Linked DNA regions of Mus musculus: all the other regions are linked to region 1. A link is a contact called in public Hi-C, HiCAR-type, Micro-C and promoter capture Hi-C data. All regions are on one chromosome and are shown on one strand. Each heading gives the region's core, a stretch centred on a gene start, on an enhancer-like site or on the middle of the called end of the contact. The rest is flanking DNA. Distances are from core to core; before and after follow the strand shown. Region 1 holds the start of Bend3 (BEN domain containing 3). Region 2 holds the start of Snx3 (sorting nexin 3). Region 3 holds the start of Sec63 (SEC63-like (S. cerevisiae)). Region 4 has its middle 26 kb from the start of Scml4. Region 5 overlaps Crybg1 (crystallin beta-gamma domain containing 1).

What was found. Promoter capture Hi-C pulls out the DNA fragments that hold promoters and counts their contacts. Hi-C and Micro-C count contacts between places; a contact is called where the count stands out from the background. HiCAR-type assays count read pairs that join an accessible place to other places.
Region 2: a promoter capture Hi-C map of pre-B cells shows a contact between it and region 1, with 2.8 times the contacts expected there. The contact joins the promoter of Snx3 here to the promoter of Bend3 in region 1. A contact is called at or near these places in 2 of 39 promoter capture datasets (the C10 cell line and pre-B cells) and 2 of 115 datasets of contacts at active chromatin or transcription factors (memory CD8 T cells and pancreatic cancer cells).
Region 3: a Micro-C map of embryonic stem cells shows a contact between it and region 1, with 8 times the contacts expected there. The contact joins the promoter of Sec63 here to the promoter of Bend3 in region 1. A contact is called at or near these places in 1 of 39 promoter capture datasets (frontonasal cranial neural crest), 3 of 484 Hi-C or Micro-C datasets (Th1 cells, embryonic stem cells and erythroblasts) and 2 of 115 datasets of contacts at active chromatin or transcription factors (epiblast stem cells and pancreatic cancer cells).
Region 4: a HiCAR-type map of astrocytes shows a contact between it and region 1, with 2.7 times the contacts expected there. The contact joins the enhancer-like site here to the promoter of Bend3 in region 1. A contact is called at or near these places in 1 of 39 promoter capture datasets (hippocampal neurons), 1 of 484 Hi-C or Micro-C datasets (cerebral cortex), 7 of 115 datasets of contacts at active chromatin or transcription factors (astrocytes, embryonic forebrain, embryonic hindbrain and 4 more) and 2 of 9 other capture datasets (embryonic stem cells and pancreatic islet).
Region 5: a contact with region 1 is called in a Hi-C map of B cells, with 13 read pairs. The contact joins the enhancer-like site here to the promoter of Bend3 in region 1. A contact is called at or near these places in 4 of 39 promoter capture datasets (the C10 cell line, neutrophils and pre-B cells), 1 of 15 datasets of contacts at CTCF or cohesin (large pre-B cells), 4 of 484 Hi-C or Micro-C datasets (B cells, LSK cells, embryonic stem cells and 1 more) and 4 of 115 datasets of contacts at active chromatin or transcription factors (extraembryonic endoderm stem cells, large pre-B cells, memory CD8 T cells and 1 more).

Annotation. Positions count from the first base shown.
Region 1 is chr10:43,477,857-43,480,426 of GRCm38.p6, reverse strand. Bend3 (BEN domain containing 3) reads right to left here and starts at 1,287. Exons shown (of 4, transcript NM_199028.2): 1 at 1,055-1,287.
Region 2 is chr10:42,500,761-42,503,330 of GRCm38.p6, reverse strand. It overlaps Snx3 (sorting nexin 3), which reads right to left and starts at 1,277. Exons shown (of 4, transcript NM_017472.4): 1 at 839-1,277. The coding sequence starts at 1,000.
Region 3 is chr10:42,760,217-42,762,786 of GRCm38.p6, reverse strand. It overlaps Sec63 (SEC63-like (S. cerevisiae)), which reads right to left and starts at 1,291. Exons shown (of 21, transcript NM_153055.3): 1 at 899-1,291. The coding sequence starts at 1,022.
Region 4 is chr10:42,833,173-42,835,742 of GRCm38.p6, reverse strand. No RefSeq gene overlaps it. Among named protein-coding and RNA genes, the nearest start is that of Scml4, 26 kb to the left of the region's middle. Within about 2 kb of position 1,287, at least 42 of the 459 cell types and tissues checked have an H3K27ac peak or open chromatin away from gene starts, as enhancers often do. A contact at or near this core is called in astrocytes and epiblast stem cells, where this site is marked.
Region 5 is chr10:43,995,184-43,997,753 of GRCm38.p6, reverse strand. It overlaps Crybg1 (crystallin beta-gamma domain containing 1), which reads left to right. Exons shown (of 22, transcript NM_001368305.1): 4 at 1-702. Among named protein-coding and RNA genes, the nearest start is that of Gm40636, 28 kb to the right of the region's middle. Within about 2 kb of position 1,268, at least 79 of the 459 cell types and tissues checked have an H3K27ac peak or open chromatin away from gene starts, as enhancers often do. A contact at or near this core is called in B cells, memory CD8 T cells and pre-B cells, where this site is marked.

The DNA.
Region 1 (2,570 bases), core at 38-2,537:
AGAGACAAACCTAAAACCTCTATCTGGGACATTTCCACACGTTCCCCACTCGCCTGGGTTTTCTGGGTCTTTATAGATTTCTGGCACCCTCCCCTCTACTCAGTGACGTGTTACTTGTAGGAAAACATTCAAAAGTTACTTCTAAAAGGAAGTTCTCTGACTTCCAAACAGTGAACATTAATTCTGAGCATCTCTGGTTGGCCTCCACCTCCAAAATACTCCCAAGCGGGCCACCTGAGCGATCAAACTTCTACTTTAGGACAAACTTAAAAAAAAAAGAAAAAAAGAACTCAGATGAGTTGAGTCCCAGCCCACAAGGCCTTCACAACTCCGCGCCTCACAGCCCGAGCCAAGTCTGCGTGGGAAATTACGTCGATCGTGGCGGGCACAAGTCACGAGGGGCGGCGAGCGCCCCGGCCCGGCTCCACCGCCCGCCAGGAAGGCCTCGCGCTCGCTGGGGTGCACACCCAGAGCGCCGCGCTGGACCCGCCTCCAGCCGGGCAGCGGGAACCACGGAGCGCCGTGGAACGGCCCGGGAGGGTGCCGCGCCCCCTGGCGGCGGGGCTCGCCGCACCCCGCTCCCAGCCGCCGGCAGCCTCGCTCCCTCCGCTGCCTCCCCGGGGCAGCGTCCCTCCGAGCGGCGGCTCTCCGGCCTCTGGCTCCCCGCCCTTCTGCTCCCTCTGACACCCCTCCATCGCCGCCACAGGCCGGTCGAACGCGAGCGCTCCGGCGCCGCGCAGTTGCTCCCCGGCGGCCCTCGGCCGCTCCATCGCCGGCCCGCCGGGGGTGGAGAGCCGGCGCGCGGCGCGAGTGGGGCCGGCCTGGCGGCGGCGGCGCGGACCGTTCCACCGTGCGTCCTCCCCTCCCTCCTCCTCCTCCCTGGCCGCGGCGCGCGTGCTCCCGGAACGCCATGGAGTCGCGGCGTTCCGAGCGGGCACAAAGGGGCGCGCGGCACAATGGGGCGCGACGAGCCCGTGGGCGCCCGCTCCCCCTTCCAGCCCGCGCGGAGGCGGCGAGCCGCTCGCAGGCGGCCCCGACCGGGGCCCACACTCACCTGGGACGAGAGTTGTTACTTTGCGGAGCGGGACCCGCGCCGAGTTCGGGCGCCACGTGCGGGGGGCGGGCGCGCGGGCCGCAGTGGGGGCCGAGCGCGCAGGGCCTGGCCGGGGCGGCCCCGCCGACTGGCTGGGGGCGGCGGGCGGGCGGGCGCCGTGTATTTTCCCCTCTCTTTGTGTGTGTCCGTGCGCTGCGCTCTCGCGTGACGTGACGGGACTCCGTGTGTCATTTCCGCACAAGGACACAGGAGCCCCCGCTGCAGTGGAACCTCAAGCCCTCCGCCCCCACCGCGCCGCCCCTCCCCCTCAGCGGGGCACACGCGGGACCAGCGGCGGCGGCGGCGGCGGCGCTCGGGCGTGAGCGACCGCGGCGGGGAGCTGGGGCGCGCTGCGGGGCGGGTGCGCTCGGCCTGCACAGCGCGGCTCCACGTGGGCCCGCGCCGGCTGCCGGCGGACCAGGGCGGCTCTCACCCACGGGAAAGCGCCCCGCGGCATTCTCGGCTACGTGCTCTCCGGGCTGGAGCGTGGCCCCGGCGCCTCTTTCTCTACTTTTTCTCTAACCCCGGGGGGTGGGGGTGGGAGGCAACGCGCCGTGTCTTTTCCGCCCGCGCCCCCCGCTTTTGGGGCGCTCGGCTGTGGCGCCGCACCATCGCACGGACCTTCCCGTGCCACGCCGGGCACAAAGACTTCGGGGTGCGCCCCCCCTCCAGTTCTGCATGGATTCGTGGTTGGGGGGGTATACTGGAGAGCGACCCCGGGCTCTGGGGGAGCCCTGGCCACTCCCCCGGCAGGGTGGCCGCCCTCTCCCGTAAAGCCTGAGTTCCGAGAGCCCAAGTTTTGCCGCTTGAGGCTGCGGAGCGAAGCACGCGCTTGGGGACCCTCATGCCACCAACTCAGAGCCACGGGGCTCAGCGCGGAAAACTGGGAGACTCCAGTCGCCGAGTTAGTTAAGACCGACCGTCTCCTAGTTTCCCGGACTGCAGAGTCGGAGTTGAGAAATAAGAAACCAACCCCTCGCAGTTCTCCAACTTTCGGGGACTTGGGGTGGGGGTGGAGGGAAAAGAAAAGCCCAAGTCAACTTTTAAGCTGCGTGCCTGGTTTTGGTAAACAATGAGAACGGAAAAAAAAATTTTTTTAATCCTTTAATTTGCCGATGGAAAAAAAATGTCTAAAAAGAAAAATGCAAATGATCCCATCTGCTGCCTACAGCTGACTGGCTGCGAGAGAGGACCATGTGGCCCGGCCCGGCGCGGTCAGTGAATACGTAGAATAGATTTTAAAAGGACGTACATGCTGGCTCCTAGCTGCCCAGTCGCGGCCTAAGGTTGGAATTAACGCGTAGTCAGAGATTATTGTGTCTTCACACAAATTGGGAATTTAATCATTACGCAAGTTCCTCGCCTTCTGGTTTGAAATCTAATGGCGCAGAGTTGGACCTTGGAGGGACTGTGGAACGTTCTGGAGAGGTGTTTGGGTTGCAGACTTGGAGAAGTCAGTACTAATTGCTATGCAAAA
Region 2 (2,570 bases), core at 28-2,527, 980 kb after region 1:
AGTGTCCCTCGAATCATCTAAATTACTTACTGCCAAAACCCCATTAGTTATGGGATTCTAAGAGTACGTTTCTACTTCACCCTATTCCTTTTTTCAGTTGAAGTGAAAAAGCTAAAGCCAGACACTTAGATGAGTAGGGTTCCCTAGTCCCGGGCAGTTGCTTTTTTGGACACTGAGGAAGATGACATTCCACACACCTAGGCCTTCAGCAGGACAGCCAAGCATGCTAAGGTCAACCATTTCTCATCGCTGCTAACCGCTTGGTTGAGCCCTACCACAAAAATCTGACGCGCTCCCGTGAACTCGCCATCAAGTTCTGCTCACAGACGTGTACGGCCCAGGATACTCTTACTGTAGCTTGAGACAGGCCTGGAAAGAGCAGCTAAGCTTGGCTTCACTACGTCTTGGTAAGCGTCCAGGAAAAAAAAAAAAAAGAGACAGGGAGGGAGAGAGGGCTTCAACTTTGCGCACACACGCCCCCCTCCCCCTTTCTTCCTCAGTCACACCTAGCTCTCTTTTCGGAGAACAGTGTTCTCGAAAGATCTACCTCTTCAACTCAAATGTCAAGCCCAGATCAGCTGCCTGAGATCTCGGCTAGCAGAGCTCAACCCACGCCCTCGTCTTCCAGCACCTTCTACCGGAGCCAGCGAGCTGGTCCCCATACAAACTGTCCACGGAGAGCGAGCGAAACCCTGGCTCACGCCTCCGCCCGCAGACAAGCTGCCTCGCAGGGGCGTCTGGCCTGGGCGGCCGCTGAGACCTCAAGGCCCCGCGCCGGGGTCCGGCGGGACTTGGCGGCCCCGGAGCGAGGGATGCGGGAGAGGGGCGGACGCCTCACCTTGACCCTGATCTCGTAGGTGGTGAAGCGGCCCCGGCCGACCCCCACGGTCTGCGGGTTGCTCACGTCGATCTCGAGGAAGTTGCTGGGCGGCCCGTAGGCGTCATTCAGATTCTGCGGCTTGGTGATGAGCCGCCGGGTGTCCGCTACCGTCTCCGCCATTTCGCTGTCGCCGCGGCAGCCGCGGGCTTCTCTCCACCGCCTTCCGCCAACGCCACCGCCGCCCGCCGCGGGGACTCCCGGCTCGCGCGCAGCGAACGGAGACGAACGAGCACGTAGGACGGGTGGGCGTTCGTTCCGCGCGAAGCTCCGCCCCAGGCTGCTCGGGCTTCCGCCCTCTGCCCAGGGAGAAACAGCTGACTGGCCTGAACGCCGCGCCCGGTTCGCAGGCCCCGCGGCGGCCCCGAGGGACACTGCGGGGTGGGGCTGAGGCGCGGCGGCGTCACGGGACTGTGGGCGCCAAGGATATGGGGAGACTACAATAACCACAATGCCTCGGGCGAGCGCGCCGCCGCCGAGTGACGCGCAGGCGTAGTAGGGGAGCTCTGGGGAGGAGGTGTGGGTTTCCGGCTTTTCTGACCCAGCTTCTCTGCGGGGAGGGACTCCGGAAACGATTTTAGCTGTTCTGGCGCAGTGAAGGCAGTCGTTGGGACGGCAGGGAGGAGACAAAACTGCCTATGCTGTAAGACAGCCAATCCAGTGCATCACTGTGATCCCTGGAAATTCATTTCTAGAAACCTTTAATAAACGTCTCAAATGAATCAGTACACATCTGTAATCCTGACCTTTGGCAAATGGAGAGCGGAGAATCAGGAGCTCGAGGCCAGCCTGGGCTACATGAGACCTTATCTTTAAAAACCAAGGGAGAGCCGGGCGGTGGTGGCGCAGGCCTTTAATCCCAGCACTTGGGAGGCAGAGGCAGGCGGGTTTCTGAGTTCGAGGCCAGCCTGGTCTACAAAGTGAGTTCCAGGACAGCCAGGGCTATACAGAGAAACCCTGTCTTGAAAAAAACACAAAACAAAACCAAAACAAAACAAAAGGCTTTTTAGCCAGGCGTGGTGGAGGCAGAGGCAGGCGGGATTTCTGAGTTCTAGGCCACTGGTCTACAGAGTGAGTTGACAGCCAGGGCTACACAGTAGCCCTCAAAAAACAAACAAAAAATGATGATGTAACTCAGTTGGTAGATTGATTGCCTAGGATTCATAAAGTCCTGGGTCCAGTCCCCAAGAAGGACATTAATCCCGGCATAATGTAATGCCAGCACTCAGAAGGCTGAGACTCAGAAGTTTCAAGGTCACCCTGTTCTACACTGATAGATTCGAAGCAGTAAATAAGGGAGTGGAATTTTTTAAACCTGATAAGCTCAAACTAAGGTCAAACAGTGCCTAAAGACTGGTCTGGCCCCTGAAATAAGAAAGCAAAATAAGAAAGACAAGATGAAGGCCGGGAACCCTGTCTGGGTAAGCGGCCACTCTTGTTTCCCACAAATCCTGGTAAATGTGTTTTGTTTTTAAGCGGTAAATCTCAAATTGTACTTGGAATGCTACTTAGAGAAGCCTTTATACAAAATGGAAAAAAGGACCAGGGAAAGACTCAGGAAGCTGAAGGGAGACAGGAAGATAGGGGAGTGCCAAGAACCAGGATACCAGGAGCTAGTGCATCCGGTTGTCAACCCAATACCTGAACAAAGCCATTACGTGGCCTAGGCAGCGTCACGTGACCTTAGAGTCCC
Region 3 (2,570 bases), core at 42-2,541, 720 kb after region 1:
CTTGCTGTAAGTGCCATCAGCTTTAAGAATAACCGGTGCCATATGTCTTAGTAAAGTGCAACACAGAATCCAACATTACAATCTTAAACCTAACATCCCCGGAAACTGCACTGGGTTGCGTTCTGACGCGACCTTTAATGTGGAAAGACTCGAGAACTAAAAGCAAAGGAGCTTGCGACCCCACCAACTACCTCCTTCCATCAACGAATCCCGCTTAATCCTTCATGCCTGCACTTTTCCGTTGTAAACAGGAAACTCCAGAGGAAAGGAAACGGAGAAAATCCTATTTGTGCTTTTATAAAAGGAATAACGGCAGCGCTCTCCAACCCCCACGATGTGATTGAACAAATGAAAAAAGCAACCGGAGGAAGTGACGGGGTGGGCTGCTGGTGAGCTCACTTGGAAGTCCCAAACATGACACCCAGCTTAGGGGTGCCCCCAAACATCTGTACCAACAGCTGCAGCGGGGACACCGGGACAAGAGGGAGAAAGGGTGACGGGAGCGAAGGATGCGGAGTTGTGCCCACACGCTCTTATTCCCCCTCGGCCAACTCTTCTCTCGCCCCCCGTCCCAGCCCAGCCCGCTCCCTCCAGAAAGAACACCCAACAAAGCCGAGGCTGGGGAGACAAAGAGGCGGCAGGCGAGGGGCGTCCAGAACAATGCGGATCGGATCCCCGCCAAACTCCCGCGGACCACGCAGGCGGGCGGACAGCCCCGGAAATCGCCGCCGAGCTCCGGCCCCGTGGACAGCGGCCCTCAGGCCCCGCCGCCCAGGCGGCGTCCCTGGGACGCGGAGCAGCACCGGCGGGCAGGACGGCGCGGCCCGGAGCGGAGCGGAGAAGAGCGGAGCGGAGCGTCCGCCCGAGCGCGCCAGAGCGGGCCGCCGACGGGACTCACCCGCGTTCTGGTCTCGCGGCCAGAGGTAGTAGGTGGCGGGGATCACGATGAGCCCCACGAAGGAGGTGAGGAAGTAGAAGAAGGTGTTCCCGCTGTCATCGTACTGGAACTGCTGGCCCGCCATGGCTCCGCCTCCTCCGCCGCGCTCCCCTCACCGCCGTCGCCACGACCCCGCGCTGCGCTCCGGCTCCCGGCTCCCAGCGCCCCGGCCCCGTGTGGCGTAGCTCGGACGCCGCTACCGCCGCCGCCGCCGCCGCCGCCGCCGCTCTCCTCCCCGCCCCCACGCCGCTCTCACGGACACGCCGCCGCCGCCGCCGCGGCCGTCGCCAACTCTCGCGAGAGGAGCTAGTTCCCGCCCCACGCGGCTGTTCCCTCCCCGGCCGTCTCCTCCACACGCTCACTGAGGGAGACGTGGCGCGCGCAGCAAAGAAACTCTGTTGGACCCCGCCCGCGGCCCCGCCCCTGAGCCACGGACCACGCCCTCTGTTTTCCATAAGCCCGCCCCCGGGTCCCGCCCCCTGCTTACCAGGCTTTCCTTCCCAGCACCCTTCCCGGATTCCAGGAGCTTTCTTGCCAGGGTCCCCCAAGCAGTGAGCAGAGGCGAGCGTCCTAGGTGCGATTGGGACCTGAGCTTTTGCAACCTAAGCGAGGTTGCCAAACCTCTCCACTCTCTCCTATCCCTCTCACTTTTCCTCCACGTGAACCTCATGGAAACAAGTGCCATTAAAATAGGGAGCAAGGAAAAATAAATAAATGAAAAGAATAGGGAGCAAGGAACTCCTCAGAGTTCCAAAGCCTTGGTATTTGGAGCTGCCAGTTCACTAATGCTTTCTGTGACCCAAGCGATCATGTCTTCAATTTGTCAGTAAAACATGAAATAAAGCAAAATATAGATCGGTGGCTCTCAACCTTCCTAATGCTGCCACACTTTAATACAGTCCCTCATGTTGTCGTGACCCCGAACCGTAAAATTATTTTCATTTCTAGTTCATAACTGTAATTTTACTACTGTTACGAATTGTAATGTAAATATATGATGTGCATGATATATATACTCCCTCTAAAACGGTCTTTTGATAACTCCCCCTTAACAGGGTCAGGACCCACATATTGAGAACCAATGTCATATATGCTCTATTGATGAGAAAATTCAGACTCAAAACATTTTCCAGAGGTAACGCTCAATGGTTTGGGTTTGCTCAGGGCTTGAGGATCCAAACCCAGATCGCTCTGACGCCCCAAAGAGCCGCTGGCACTCCCCTGCAACCTGTGGGCAATCTGAAGAGGCAGTCACTCTCTGCTCCTGGCCACCGAATCTCAAGCTGGAGTCAGCTGAACTGCAGGATAGTCCTCTAACCTTGCAAAGATCCCACCAGAGTCCAGTGGTGGCCTTAGCAGGGTGGGTCCCAGTGTCTGCACTGCCCTCTGTGGATCAAGAGGACACAGGGCACTTTACACAGGACCGCTGTGAATAGTAAAGGAAACTGTGCAATATCTTTAAAAAGAGAAGCTACCGCGCAAGTACAAACATTCTGCTGTATTTTTTTTTAAGATTCATTTTTTATTTTTATGTATATGAGTACACTGTAGCCATCATGTGGTTGCTGGGATTTGAACTCAGGACCTTCAGAAGAGCATTCAGTGCTCTTAACTGCCCGTTTTGTTGTTGTTT
Region 4 (2,570 bases), core at 38-2,537, 640 kb after region 1:
TCTGGGCAGGAAGGCAAGTCTCTAAGAAACAACAAACTATCTGATTTGGTTAAGAAAGGTGTCTTGAACAGATCTTTCTAATGCTTTGGGTTAAGGTGGTAAAAGTGAAGGCTCTTGGGCCCACACTGTAGAAAACAGTGAGTGAGTGGGGACGGTGTTTTGAGCGTCTGGGGTTCTCTTGGGCTCCTAAGGCCACCACATTCAAGACTGGGGGAGAGTATATCACTCAAGACAGACCTACAACGAACACTTCAATCTCTGACCTGAGAGGGATTTAAAAAAGCACTTTCATGCTTTTAGCTAACATGGGTTACCCAACTTGGAATCTCACAAAGCTGGACACAGCTGGATCCAGTGTTGTTGCAGCCTGCGAGCCCTGAGCTAGGGGCTGAGTCATGTGTAACCCCAGGCCGACTGATGGGAACACTCATGGCTGAGGTGAGCTGGTGAGGTAGGGTTGCTGAACACACTAGGATGGGATTTCCATATCCACACATGCATTGGAAAGACAAAGGAACGGGGGCTTTGGAGTGTGCACAGGGATGCCTGGGTCCCCACTGCAGCTCTCCAGATGTAACAAACCCCCTCTTCTCTGGCTCTTTGTTCTTTATGTTCCTTCTTCATATCATGTCTGACTCTCAGAGGGGAAAGCCAGGAGCCAAGTGTCTCTCAGCACTCTCACCACTCCTGCCGTGGTACCACTGCAAGGAAGGCGCGTCGGGCCCAAGCCTCAAAGATTCTGTTTGCATGTGCTTTTCTTTGGAGGGACTTAGATTAATTGGATGCTAAGCACCAAAGAAAATTCCAGAAATCAGGAGGTAAAGGCTTTTTAAAGATTTCATACTCTCAGAAACTGTTCCACCGTGTAACACACCAAATATAAGAATTCTACTCCACCCTTAGTACTGCTAAACTTAAAACTCCATGTGAAAAATGCGCTCCTGAGGTGTCTGTCACTCCTGACATTTGGTGGGATACCCTGTCATTAAGTCAGAACACTTGAAAGACACAGGGGCTTGTCTTGTGCAAAGAAATACTGCAGTAGATCATAACACCAGTCTCACCCCCACTCTCAAAGGCACTTCTCAGATAATCACATTAATCCTGATAATTTCCATCATAATAGATGCAGACCTGTGAATAGGGGTGGGGAGGTGGGGCAGGCGCTCCTAGGGATCGTGGGAAAACTTACCCACAAGTTCTGAAGCCGGAGCTTTGAGCCAAAGAGGGTGCCTTGAAGCCTGTCACATGGGCATTTCTCCTGCCCTCTCCATTCTCCTTGCCACTGCCCTGTGTGTTTAATGTGTTGTCAAGAGGAACAGTAAGCTTTTGAAGGGAAGTGACTAGAGTCCCAAGAATGTGGCAGAGAATCAAGGAATTAAGAAGCTGGAGAACCTTTGCATGTGATTGTGAAGACAGACAAGTTAACAGGATGGGGATGAAGGTTGGCAGTGCATGGCAATGAGGAGGTACGGTCACCCCAGGCCTCTTACTGGATGCCATATTCCCCTGAGAAATCCTCCAACCTGTTTCAAAGTCCAGCAATTCTAGTCCTTCACTGAATTTTTTAAACCAACATTCTCACTGGTAAATGTGACCAGCCTCTCTGTTCTCTGTACTCTCTCCAAGTGAGATGTCAGAGACAGAGCAGTAAGCAATCTGCCCTCAGAGGGCAGTGAGGATCACTGGTCACATTCAGAACAGGCTCTCAGGGGCCCCCTGATTACTCCCAGCAGAGGGAGGCCCACAGCAGCCTGGCAGGGTGCTAGGGAAGGGTGCAGATGGCAATAATCAAAACCTTCTAAGGTTACAATGTACAACAGGTGTAGTGGTCACTTTTCAGACAGCCCCTTTCTCACTGTAACAGACTGAATTCCATGTACAAAGTTCTAGATTAGTAGCTGCATGTAAGTGAACTATCTTCAAATGAAACAAAGCTACCCTTAATAGTAAGACAAACATTTGCAAGAGGCTTAAATGTACATTACCAAATGAGATGGTCTTTTTTTTCTTTTTAAACTAAGACCGTATTCCATTTAAAGTAAGTGCCCTGCACCTCCTGGTATAATATTATTTATGCATACAGTATCCCACATGCTAAAAGGCCACTGCCCATCTCTTACCTTTAGGTACACTTTAGTGCGTGCCATCTGTCTCTCTGTTTCTCTCTCTCTCTCTCTCTCTCACACACACACACTTTGGTTGCATGCTGCCCTTCTCACACGTGTGTCTAAACAGCCATGGTAGACAGGCATCATCTCCCCCGTAACAGAGGACATGCTGTTACAGCAGTAAAGAGTGAACAGCTCTGTACACACACTATTTTAAATGACTAGATTTCCAAGTTCCTCTGTTGATATGAACAATGTCAACCTGAGGCACTTGGCATCGCCCCCATGTAACTTGGAGGACAGGAGAGGTTTGGGTGACATAGAGCTCACGGTGTACCTTACCTGGGAGTTGGAGCTAGCATCCAGAAAATGTGGCAGATTAGCTTGCACAAAGAGAAAAATGCCAGACCCTTGTAGCTGACACCATACAAAAAACTGAATTTTATAAGGAGCACATCA
Region 5 (2,570 bases), core at 19-2,518, 520 kb before region 1:
GCTTTGCACTTGTTGCAGAACCACGACCCCATATCCAAACTGAGAGCCAAGCGTGCATCCACCGAGCAGAGCATCGTCTTCAAGTCCTTGCACACTAACAGTAATGGGAAGAGCGAGCCACAGACCACTTCAGAAGCAAGTGACAAGGAGAACAGGGACATCAACAGCGGCGGCGTTAAGAGGTCACGGCTAGAAAACAGCACGCTTTTCTCAAGCATGCTTTCTTCTCTGCCACAAGACAAAGTCTTTTCTCCCTCCGTGACGTCAGTCAACACAATGAGCACATCTTTTAGCACTTCTCAGAACAGCTCCGTATCTCAGTCATCAGTGGTACAGCCCAGGAAGGAGGGTGGCCTGCCCTGTGGCTCAGACAAAGAACAGCCACACCTTGCACCCCACAACTCCTTAAAGGTCTTCAATTTCAATTCATCAAATACATCTCGTCTGGGTTCCAGCCACATGGAAAAGTACCCACAAAAAGAGGGAAGCAAGGAAGATGTGAATTCTCAGGGCAACCTACAATTGCCAGAAAACAACCTTTCAGACTTACCCAAACTGAAGAACAGCGATGGCGTGGAAGGTATTCTGAAGTCAAACCTGCCGAATGTTGGGAGCGTGGACGCGGACTTCCTGGGCCTTTTCAAAGCAAGCCGGTATGACCCAGGCCATTCCTTTTCTGGAATGTCCTTATCAGACTCTATGGTAAGTACTAATTCTTATTTAGATGGGATGTTTCTAAACCTAGAGGCAGTGAGGGGCTCAGGTTGTATTTTTACAGGGGTTGTACATGTGCAATAAGTTTCTATTTGTTTACCATGTACCTTTTGTTTTGTTTTGAGACAGGGTTTCTTTGTGTAGCTCTGGCTGTCCTGGATTTAGTTGTGTAGACCTGGCTGGCCTTGAATTCACAGAGATCCACCTGCCTCTGTGCTATGATTAAAGGTGTGCACCACCACTGCCTCACCCCTCTACCCCTACCTCTGTGCACTTTTAAATCTATGTGCAAGGAACTCTTGGAGTCCAAGAAACAAAGACACCAACACTTCCTCCCCCAAGACATTTGTGGCCAAGCCGGGAGAATAAGTTATGTTTCAAGGCATTTGTGAATGTCAGTGTTGTACTATGGAAAGTATAGGAAAGATGCTTTGAGCGATCAGAAAACCTAGGAGACTCGTATTCTTTGTATTCTCTGTAAAAACACTCAGTGCTATATTTAGAATTTTCAAGATGTGTGAAACAGCTTCCTCTACTTGCAAAGGCCCCGCCCAGCCCAAGGATCCCCCTTCTCCTTCCTCTTTGCTCTGAGGTTTCACTCGCTCTCCATAATCGTCATATGTGTAGTTGGGAAACTACCTAAATGGGAATTTGTCTTCCTCAAGTTTGTGGCATAAAGTTTAGTTTGCATTCGTTCTTTCCCTGATAGAGGGAGCTGCAAAATGCAGCTTCCATTTCTTCCTCTCTGAACTGCCTGAAGTTTCCTCTTTGATGGAGACTGAACGTAGGGCCTTTTGTTAGTAAGCACGCTGTTTGTTGCTGGGCCCCATCACCAGCCCAGGATTGTTTGTGCCCTTCTGGTTCCAAGCTCCCTGTTTAAGTTGAGGGAGACTGTGCCTATAACTTGCTTTGCAGTGAGCAAAGCTGTCAGGCAAGTAGAGACATGACCACAGAAAGGACCTGGCGCCCTTCTTCACTGGGCAGGGTGTGGAGGTGGTTTTTGCTATAATCCTCTCATGTTCTGTGATTTTGGAAGCTTTTTCAAAATACATGGTTGGCTAGTTGTGATGAGACATGTCACCAATCACAGCACTCAGGAGGCCAAGGCAGGTAGACAGAAAGTTCAAGACCTGCCTCAGCTGTTTAACATGACTCTGACTAACACACACGTGCACACACACAGGTTTTCAGCATTATTACATGCAGGTTCTCTTTTTCATGGATTTTGTAAACTAATAGATTTTAAACTTTTTCCTAATTAATTAATTAACTAATTAACTTATATCCTCGTCACTGGCCCCCCAGGTCCCCCCTCACACAGTCCCTCCCCTATCCCCACCTCCCCTTCTCCTCTGAGAGGGTGGGGCCCACCGGTGTATTCTCCTGCCCCCACCATGGCACATCAAGTCTCTCCAAGGCTAGGTACATCCTCTTCCACTGAGGCCAGACAAGGCAGCCCAGCCAGGGGAATGGGACCCATAGCCAGGCAATAGCTTTAGGGATAGTCACTGCTCTGGTTGTTGGGAGACCCACATGAAGACTGAGCTGCATATCTGCTATGTATGTGCCAGACCCAGCCTGTGTATGCTATTTGGTTGGTGGTTCAGTCTCTGAGAGGCTCCAAGGGTCCTGATTAGTTGACTCTGATGGCCTTCCTATGGAATTCCTGTTCCCCTTTGGAGCCTTCGATCCTTTCCCCATATCTTCCATAAGAGCCCTCGAGCTCCATCCAGTGGGTTTGTGAAGACCCATTTACCTTTGAATATTGAGATCTCCGAAGAACTTTTGTTTAATTGTGCAGCACATCTATATTAGAATTTCATGTGGGAACTCAGCCCCCCAGAAAACACGTGTGA